2 separate regions of the Mus musculus genome follow, and region 1 is linked to region 2. Evidence: chromatin contacts called from public HiChIP or PLAC-seq data. All regions are on one chromosome and are shown on one strand. Each heading gives the region's core, a stretch centred on a gene start, on an enhancer-like site or on the middle of the called end of the contact. The rest is flanking DNA. Distances are from core to core; before and after follow the strand shown.

Region 1 (4,215 bases), core at 1,170-3,669, 200 kb before region 2:
ATGGTCTTCTGTGGCAGGCAGCATACCCAGCTCTGTGCCTGCCTCACTTTGTCTACTCTCCAGTCTGCTGCCCTTCTAACCCTTCTTAGCCTGCTGACCAGTGAGCTCATGTTTTCCTCGAATTCCAGGGTGCTGCTGGGGTTCAGAGCAACCGTGCCGTAGTTTGGAAGACTTGAGCTAATTGTTTTTTTTTTGTTTGTTTTTTTGTTTGTTTAAAGGTGGCCTGGGGGGGGCGGCAAACAGACAGACATCACTTTCAGCTCCTTACGAGGCCTTTAGGGAGGGGTTCTTTAGTCTGGCACCGCGCCATTCCCTTCCATGGTCCTTGTGAGCCATACAGTCATCCTTGGCCCGGTCCCGCCCTTGGGGAAGAATGGGCCCCTCTGTCCGGAGGCCCCTGAGACGTGCTGAGCATCCAGACATGGCAGAGAGCCTGCAGGGTGTGGGGTCTCCTCTGCAGGATCCTGCTTGTTCGTTTCCGGCGGGAGAAATGGACAATGGGGTCTCTAAAGACTGTTTCCCGCCACTGGCCCCATTGTTGCTATGCCTGCCTTTCTCCTGGGCCTCATTATTTCGCAAAAGGCTAGTGAGACCCTGAGCAGACAAAGCCTGTGGCTTGAAAGACCTTGAGTGAGGTGTGCGCTGGTTTTCTTAGGACGTCCGTCAGATTTCTTCTGCCTCTACCTCATGGCTCCTGGGAAACAGCTTCAGCTCCCGTGCTGTGCGGAGTGAGAGTGGAGTTCTGGAAATGCGTGACCTCCCTCTAAGGCTTTCACCCATCATCAGTCCCAACAGACTATTCATTCAGACTGGGAGAGTGACAAGGCTGTGCAGAGACCAGACATATGGTTCCTTGCCTCAGACTATGACAATGGTGGTGCCACACCCTACATAGGCCCCCGGAATGGCTTCTTTGGGATATTTATAACCAGATAACTTAAATCACATCTGTGTAATCTGAGGGTGGACAGAGAGCATGCTCCTTTTCCATAGACTGCTTCTGGAGAGGGAAGGGCACTGAGAGTCCGAGATCACTCCTGAAGAGTAGGCCATTGCATTTTCTCCCTCCATATCTGCCTCTGAATCGGCCCCTTGCTACTACTTCTCTTCTCCCCAAGCTCCATGGAGTGCTAAGGATTTAGACCCTTGTCTTTCCATCTGGTAGGGGAAGGCTGGTCCAGTGGCCTCAAGTCTGCTCTAGGGAACAGGTGGTGAAGACTCCAAACAGTAGAGACAGAGACAGCAAGGAGGATGGTGTGTATAAGCAGGACCCAAATCACAGGAGCTAGCCTGGGAAAGCCTTGCGAGGAGCAGAGACACCTCCAAGTAGAGCCCTGGCAGCTGAGGAGCAGAGTGTGGGTGCCAATGTCAGGTCAAGTTGCCAGGGCTTCCTGGGTGCTCTTGGTCTTAGAGTACTGCCAGGAGCAGCAGACAGGAATAGCTATGTCCAAGCAACCCTGTCTAGAATTCAGTGTGTGGGAGGGCTCTGGTATAAATCTTCCGGTGGCCAGGTTCTGAGCTGGATGGAGCAGAGCCTCTCTGCAGAATACATGTACACAGAATACATGCTGTCTTGCGACACCTGTCCTGCAGATGGTTTTGGAGGGTAACACTCTGTGCCTGGGCGATAGGGTGGTGGTATTGGGCATGTTCAGTTTGGAAGCCATCACCGTCTATGCTAGGGATAGCCGAAGAGGCCATGAGTGAGCATAGTCAGGGAAGATCTACCATTCTCAGACAGTTAGCCTTGATGTGGGTGGTCGGGGTCCAGCAGCTTGACTCAAGGCTCTATCTGTTTCCATGCAGGGCCTTACTAAGAGTCACTCAACCCTTTATTTTTGAAAGAAGGAGATCTTCCGGACTCCTGGGCTGTCTTCCACCCTAGGCTGGGCCCTTTGCCAGCACCCAGTCGCTCACATCCGGCCCCCTCCCTCCGTACTCACTAGAGAGCCAACATCTGTCTCTAGCTGCCCGCCCCTCTCCTTCGACCCCAGAATACTCTCTGTTTCCCGCCTAATTATTGTCGCGGAAGAGGGGGAGGGGCGGCTGGAAGGACGTCCTCTGTGGTTTGCTTCTGGATTTTTGGTAGGCTTTCAGTCATTTCTTGTCTTGATCAACAGAATTTGCGTGAGAGTGCCTTTCAGTTATAGACCCTGGCTATAACCCGAGGCTGCCGGCCAGCAGTACAGCCTCAGGGGGATTTAGAACAGATTCCATTCCATGTGGTTGTCTGTAAAGTGGACCCTGAAGCTGACCGCTGTATGTCTCGGACCGTAGACCCACTCGTGGCAAACCCTGTCATTCTCGCCCATCGCCTGGGTCATCGCTACCCCAAACCATCACCCGGAACCCAAGGAGGGTCCCCCGGATGGCTGGGCGGAAAAGAATGAATGTCGGACTGGCCTCGGAGGCCTCTTCCACTTCCGGCGACTGATCGCAGCGGATACTTAGATTTCTGCAGTTGCGGCTGCGGTTGGCTGGCGTACGCTGCAAGCGGATAGAGTTTGGCTCAGGCTGGGGGCAGCGGGGAGGGCAACCGCTTCCATTACCGGCCGGGAGCCTTGGGAAGTAGGACCTGGAACTGAGTGTCTGTCAATCATGGATCAGGACGACCCAGCCGAAGCGTTGACTGAGCTACGCGAGAAGCGGCTGGGCTTGCTGGAGATAGTGCAAGCGGCGGCAGGCTCGGGATTGGCCGTCTATACTATATGGGCGCTGCTGCTGCAGCCGGGCTTCCGCCGGGTGCCTCTGAGGCTGCAGGTGCAGCGTTGAACCTTGGAAGGAAAGGGGCCAATACTGGTGCAAGCCAAGGTTCCATGGGTGGGGTCAAGGCTACTGTAGGTAGCGTAAAGATGGGCGGAATCAATTATGGCGCGGGACCTAACCCGGGAACCCGATGTACGGAGAGTTGGGACCAGGAAGTTGCGGAGCCTGGGTCTTTCGTCAAGACCAAGTCTAAATGAATGAAGCTGGGATTGAGTTACTTAGGGGGTACGGGCCTATGACTGGAGAGTGGGCGGGGCTCACTGGATGGTATCAATTTAAGAAAGGAAATCTAGTAGGCTCCCATCGGCCCCCAAACTGGTGCTTCTGCCTGTGTGATTTCTAGCCTCAGCCCACCAAATTCCTTATTCAGGTGCCCTACGTTGGCGCGAGTGCCCGGCAGGTTGAGAACGTGCTGTCACTGTTGCGAGGCCGCCCTGGAAAAATGGTGGATCTAGGCTCTGGTGATGGCAGGATCGTAAGACCTGTGTCTATATATTCGTTGTCCCTCTGGTGGTGGCCCCATTCCCTTCATCCAGATCCCACACTCTTGGCTCCCATAGGTGCTGGCGGCCCACCAATGTGGTCTCCGTCCAGCTATGGGATATGAGCTGAACCCGTGGCTTGTGGGACTTGCACGGCTGCATGCCTGGAGAGCCGGTTGTTCTGCGAGTGTCTGCTACCATCGAAAAGATCTCTGGAAGGTACCCTACCAAACTTGATACCCCTCCCTCCCCCTCCCACTCTCTTTCTTTCCAAACTTGATTTTCTTTACCCTCCCTCTTCCTTTCATTTTTTTTTTTTTTTTGAGATGTGTGTCCAGGCTTATCTCAAACTAGCCTTGGATTATAGGCATCAGACCTAGTTTATGCAGAACTGGAGATTAAACCCAGGGATATGTGTATGCTAGGCAAGCACTCTGCCACCTGAGGCACACCTCCAGCTCCTGATATCTTTATCTCCCAAGTTTCATGCTCTGAGTGGCTATTATGTGGATATCTGGGTGGGCTAGAGGCCCTACCTTGGGGACTGCATGCCCTCCAGCCTTTACCCTTGTTTTCTACAGGTGAGCCTCAGGGACTGTCACAACGTGTCTGTGTTCCTGGCTCCCAGTGTGGTAGGTTTTGGGTCTGTTGTCCTGCTGGGAGATCAGGGCCACAGTCTTGGCTCTTGGATGCTCTCGGGCCTGGAATATGTTCTGGGCTCAGCTGGATGGGGCAGCTTTTTCTGACCTGCTCCTGTGTTCTTTTCCCTCCTGTTCTTTCCTACAGCTCCAACTGCTGGAGGACAAACTGCAAGCAGAGCTCCCTGTGGGGGCCCGTGTGGTATCTGGACGATTCCCCCTTCCCACCTGGCAGCCTGTAGCTGTGGTGGGCGAGGGCACTGACAGAGTTTGGGCCTATGATGTCCATGGTTCTGGGCCAACTGTGTCTTCTTGTGGGGTGCCCATCA
Region 2 (4,440 bases), core at 1,247-3,746:
CGCTAACAGATGGCTCTTCAAAAGAATACTGCACTAGGTCTGGAGGGGGAGAAGGTCGTGGAAGTGGAAAAAGTGCTTGTTGACGCTGAGGTTTGTTTTCAGCGAGACACCAATACCTGAGGATTACACGGATCTCTAGGAAGCAGAGAGGGGCAGACCAACTAGTGGAAGAGAATCAGGCAAAGGCAGCTAACCTGCCTGCCCCACGATCTCCAAACCCAAATGTCGAAAACACATCTAGTCGAGTGGCACTAGAGAGGCTACAGAGAGAAACCTCCACAGCATGGGGAGAAAGAAGCATAGATTGTGTAACGTGCTTCCTGTAAAATGAAGATATCAAGAGGGTTAAGCAGTTCCACTGGAAAGTTTAGAATAAGTTGGTGAGATAAGATCAGAGATGAAAAACTTAACCACCAAAGGAGGACCAATTCTCGATGTCAGGGGCAGGGGTGGGAGGGAGGCAAAAGTGAACAGACAAAATAGTTGCAGCTCTCTATCTGGCCCAGAAGGCAACAATATTTGCAGAGACACAATAACGCACAGATTGTGTGTATTGCAAACCAGTAGCAATTATATCTGAACCACTTCTTGGTCCTTGGACTAAAGTCAAGTATAAACGATGTCTGTGACATAGTTCTGGTAGGATGTTGGAAATGGCATGAAGGGCCTGTGAGGGGTCCTTGCTACTCCTGACAGGCAGTACACGAGCAATGTCTAAAAGGGCCACACCAAGATCGAACCATGCACAGACCTCACTGGAAATACAAATTCGGGGACTGGCAAGATGGCTAAAGATGGTAAAGGTGTTTGATGGGCAGTTTTAAATATCAACTTGCCAGAGCCTAGAATTAACTGTGGCGAGAGTCTCAATTGAGGAACTGTCACGACCGAGTCAGCCTGTGGACATAACTGTGGGGATTATCTTGATGCTTCATTGATGAAGAAAAACCAGTCCATTGTTGGTGGCACCATCCCCTAGGCTGGCGCCGCTGAACTTTCTCCACCAAGCGTGAAGAAACAAGTAAATCTCACTTCTGGGGGTGGGGGCAGAGAAAGCCGTCGACAGCACAGATGTATTTATTCTCTCTCTGTTCTTGATTGTGGATATGATGTGATGGCTCCTTGTGCTCCTGAAATGGTGGATCGCAACTTGAGAGTTGTAAGCTGAATAAACCATTTCCTCTACTGTGTAGCTTTGATCAGTATATCTGATCACAGTAACAGAAATGAAACCAAGCTACCATATGGAGGCAGAAAGAAAGGGAGAAAGAAAGAAAGAAAGAAAGAAAGAAAGAAAGAAAGAAAGAAAGAAAGAAAGAAAGAAAGAAAGAGAAACAAACAACTCACTCCACAAAGTTGTCCTCTGACCTCTTCATGTGTGCTACAGTACGTGAGTGCTCACACACATCACAGACACACACATACAAATAATAATTTTTTAAATGAGAAACATGCTGCAAATACCAGAGTAAGTGCTAGCAGAGATCAGGGGGTTTATCTGGTGGGGAGAGCAGGATCTGGGTTGAGCACGTCCATGCGCACACCTAACTTCTTTGTTTTTAGCTATTAAAAGGATACTTTTTAGGTCATGGTCTAGCCAGAGTATAAGGAATCCAGAAGCTGATAAGCAGAAGATAATTTATAACTCCCTACACACACGGCATTGCTGTCTGTCTCTTTGGATGGCACCTGTCCAAAGTGGCATCGGTGCTGAAGGTTACAGAACGACAGTGACTGTCATCAGGGTGGAACAGGGATACAGCTAGAGGGCAGTGGTCATCTGTGTGTGCACTGCTACTACCAGGGAGGAGTCAGACAGTGGTGCATCACCTAAGCTGTCAGCTCCAAACACTGGACAATAAACCCTTTCCTTATCAGAGCTGGTGCACAGCAGAGGGCGGGGCATTTGCATGGTGCTGCACAAACCCAGGTTCCCAGCAACATAAAGCAAATTTTTATTTAAACTCTTAAAAATCTGATAAATAAAGCCAGTTCTTCCAGGACCACAAGAGAGGAGTTTCTGCCTGTTCTGCCTACGGGGAGCAGAAGAGAAACAAGCAAAGATGGCCTGGTGCTGGAGAGTGAGAGACTGGTGGTGAGCCAGAGAGCAAGATGGACAGACGGCTTGATGGGTGAGGCCACTCAGCAACCAAAGGCAGCTTCAGAAGGAACAAACTTGAAATCTGACAGATCATCACTATAGGGAACTGAGACCAAGTCCGCTGGGCTCAGCTGTCCTTGAGAGTGATTGGGGATGGAGACAACTTTCTACCCCAGACACACCCCATCTCCAAACAATCTGGCAAAAATAAAACTAAGAGGCGAGCCGGAGGAATTCCAGATAAAGCCCATCCAGCAGCCCCAGGACTCGAGTGAAGCAGCTCTTTTTCTAAGTCTCGGAACTCTGTTCATTAAAGGGAACCACCACGTTTGGGAAGTGGGAGTAGAAGCAGGCGGGACCCCGAGTGAGCAACAAGGAATAAGGAACACCCAGTAGCCCAGGCTAGCCTCAAGGTGACCTCGAACTGGGCTGCCCCTCCAGAGTGTGGGGAATACAGGCATGACTCAAAGCCAGGGCTTCCGGATGCTAGGCAATTAGAGACAGGGGTCTCACTCTGCAAACTGTCCCAGCACTCCTTGTGCCTCAGTCTCCAGCCTGCTAGGATTAAAGGCGTGAACCATCCCATATGGAAACATTCTCTTTCAGATTCAATTAGTGATTTTTTTTCCACTAGATTTAAATCAGAAAAAGGGGGAAGGAAGGGAGCAAGGGAGAGATACACAGGGGAGGGGTGCGGGTGTGTGTGTGTGTGTGTGTGTGTGTGAGAATCTGATCTCATGTCCCCATTTGGGTAAACACTGACCCTAGGCCCCTACCAAATGGTTGACTGAGGCAGTCTACAGCCAACATGCCACACAGTGGTCCTCCCGTGCTGGAACCAGATTTTTCTGGGCTCTCGTGAAGGATGTGATGGGACATGGTACTGGGACAGAGGGCCTGCTGTCATCCTGAGTTGACATTTTCAGGAAATGAGCTCTGTGAGGTTGGTCCTCCCCTAGTGACATACCAAGAGGTTAAGTCAATAGAGACAGGCCCCAGGAAGGAGACCTAGGTTGGCTTGCTGATGGCAGCTCCCGCGCTTAAGGCTGGCCTGGCCATTGAGGCTGCCGCTGACTGTGAGGATAACTTAATTAAGGAAACTGCTTTCCTGGAGCACTGGGGCTGGGAGTAGAGCAGAGCAAAAGACTGTAAACTGCAGCAGAGGGCATGCAGGCCGTTGCAGTGTCAGCCACAGGTCTGGAAACAGTTTCATGGAACCTGCTGGGCCTGGCCACCGTGCTAATCACTTCCTGCAGGCAGCTCTGCTCCCTCACTAATGGGTCTTAATAAAAACTTCCAATTGGGCCAGTAAACCCCTCATTAAGCTGTTTTTAAAGCATGAGTTTAAGAGCGGCAAGGGTGAAGGGTCACATGGAGCATTTAATTCACAACGGCTGGCAGGAGGCGCTGCCACGAAGGGAAACACGAGTGTCCCCGGCGTGTAAACATCCCATGTGGCCCAGGGCCTGCCAAGGATGGCCTGACAGCAGACCGAGCTCTCCACTTGGCATGGACAAAGCTCCCTGAATCATTAGACTATGGAAAAGATATGGAAAAGCACAGAACTCACGAGATAATCTGTGGGTACCGTTCCTGCCGTGCGTGCTGCCGTGAGGCCTGGGCCCTTGTGGACTGCATGGGAGCCATGGCTGCTCCTGCAGACCCCTGGCCTCTCTCCCCTGTGACTTACCCACTGGCTTGAAGCTTTCTCGGGTTACATGCTTTAAAGCTGTCCTCACGTGAGCTCACGGTGTGTTTACAGCTAATGGGTTGCACATGATCCAAGGCAAATGCCCAAGTGCCTCTGTGCATCCCTGCATCCGGACACTGCCGGGGGAAGCTGACACAGCAGAACTTCTGTCCTCAGCTGGTGAGGCACAGCTTCTTACTGAAATGAAGGAACCCGGACTCATCCAAACGCTAAGGTGCCCGGTTCTTATCCTGACCATGTTGGACCGAAACAGAGATGGCAAAGGGTCTTCTAGAATCCTTCTCTGCGACCCAGGGACCTTCATACCTGGGATATCCTTAGAGTATTAGATTCGTGCTGGCCTGAGTGGTGGTGGTGGGACCTAGAGGACATCAAAGGCCTCTAGTTACCCCAAACCTGTGTGCTCCCCTAAGGCACAGGGCTTCTCACAATCCCATACTCACAGAGCAGCCTGGTCTCCCTTCCTTACAGTCACCAGAGATAGTGTGATCTCTCCAGAAAAAAAAACCAGTGTGCCAAGGGGCTCAGGCAGCGAGAATGTGGAGTGTGGCCTACACTGCCCAAGCATCGCTTGGGAGGCAAGGCCTATACCCCATTCACCACAATCAAAGGACATACAAAAGGGTTT

The links. HiChIP or PLAC-seq counts read pairs in DNA pulled down with a chosen protein or histone mark.
Region 1: a contact with region 2 is called in an H3K4me3 HiChIP or PLAC-seq map of the SCID.adh cell line, with 13 read pairs. The contact joins the promoter of Antkmt here to the enhancer-like site in region 2. A contact is called at or near these places in 1 of 39 promoter capture datasets (cranial neural crest), 8 of 484 Hi-C or Micro-C datasets (the N1E-115 cell line, Sertoli cells, embryonic fibroblasts and 5 more), 5 of 115 datasets of contacts at active chromatin or transcription factors (the SCID.adh cell line, bone marrow-derived macrophages, embryonic stem cells and 1 more) and 1 of 9 other capture datasets (pancreatic islet).

What each region holds. Positions count from the first base shown.
Region 1 is chr17:25,790,598-25,794,812 of GRCm38.p6, reverse strand. It overlaps Antkmt (adenine nucleotide translocase lysine methyltransferase), which reads left to right and starts at 2,419. Exons shown (of 5, transcript NM_145410.4): 1 at 2,419-2,760; 2 at 3,137-3,241; 3 at 3,327-3,467; 4 at 3,830-3,880; 5 at 4,035-4,215. The coding sequence starts at 2,599. Metrn (meteorin, glial cell differentiation regulator) reads left to right here. Exons shown (of 4, transcript NM_133719.2): 4 at 1-242.
Region 2 is chr17:25,592,992-25,597,431 of GRCm38.p6, reverse strand. The region is part of intron 3 of Lmf1 (lipase maturation factor 1); the gene reads right to left. Among named protein-coding and RNA genes, the nearest start is that of Lmf1, 16 kb to the right of the region's middle. Within about 2 kb of position 2,496, at least 39 of the 459 cell types and tissues checked have an H3K27ac peak or open chromatin away from gene starts, as enhancers often do. A contact at or near this core is called in the N1E-115 cell line and the SCID.adh cell line, where this site is marked.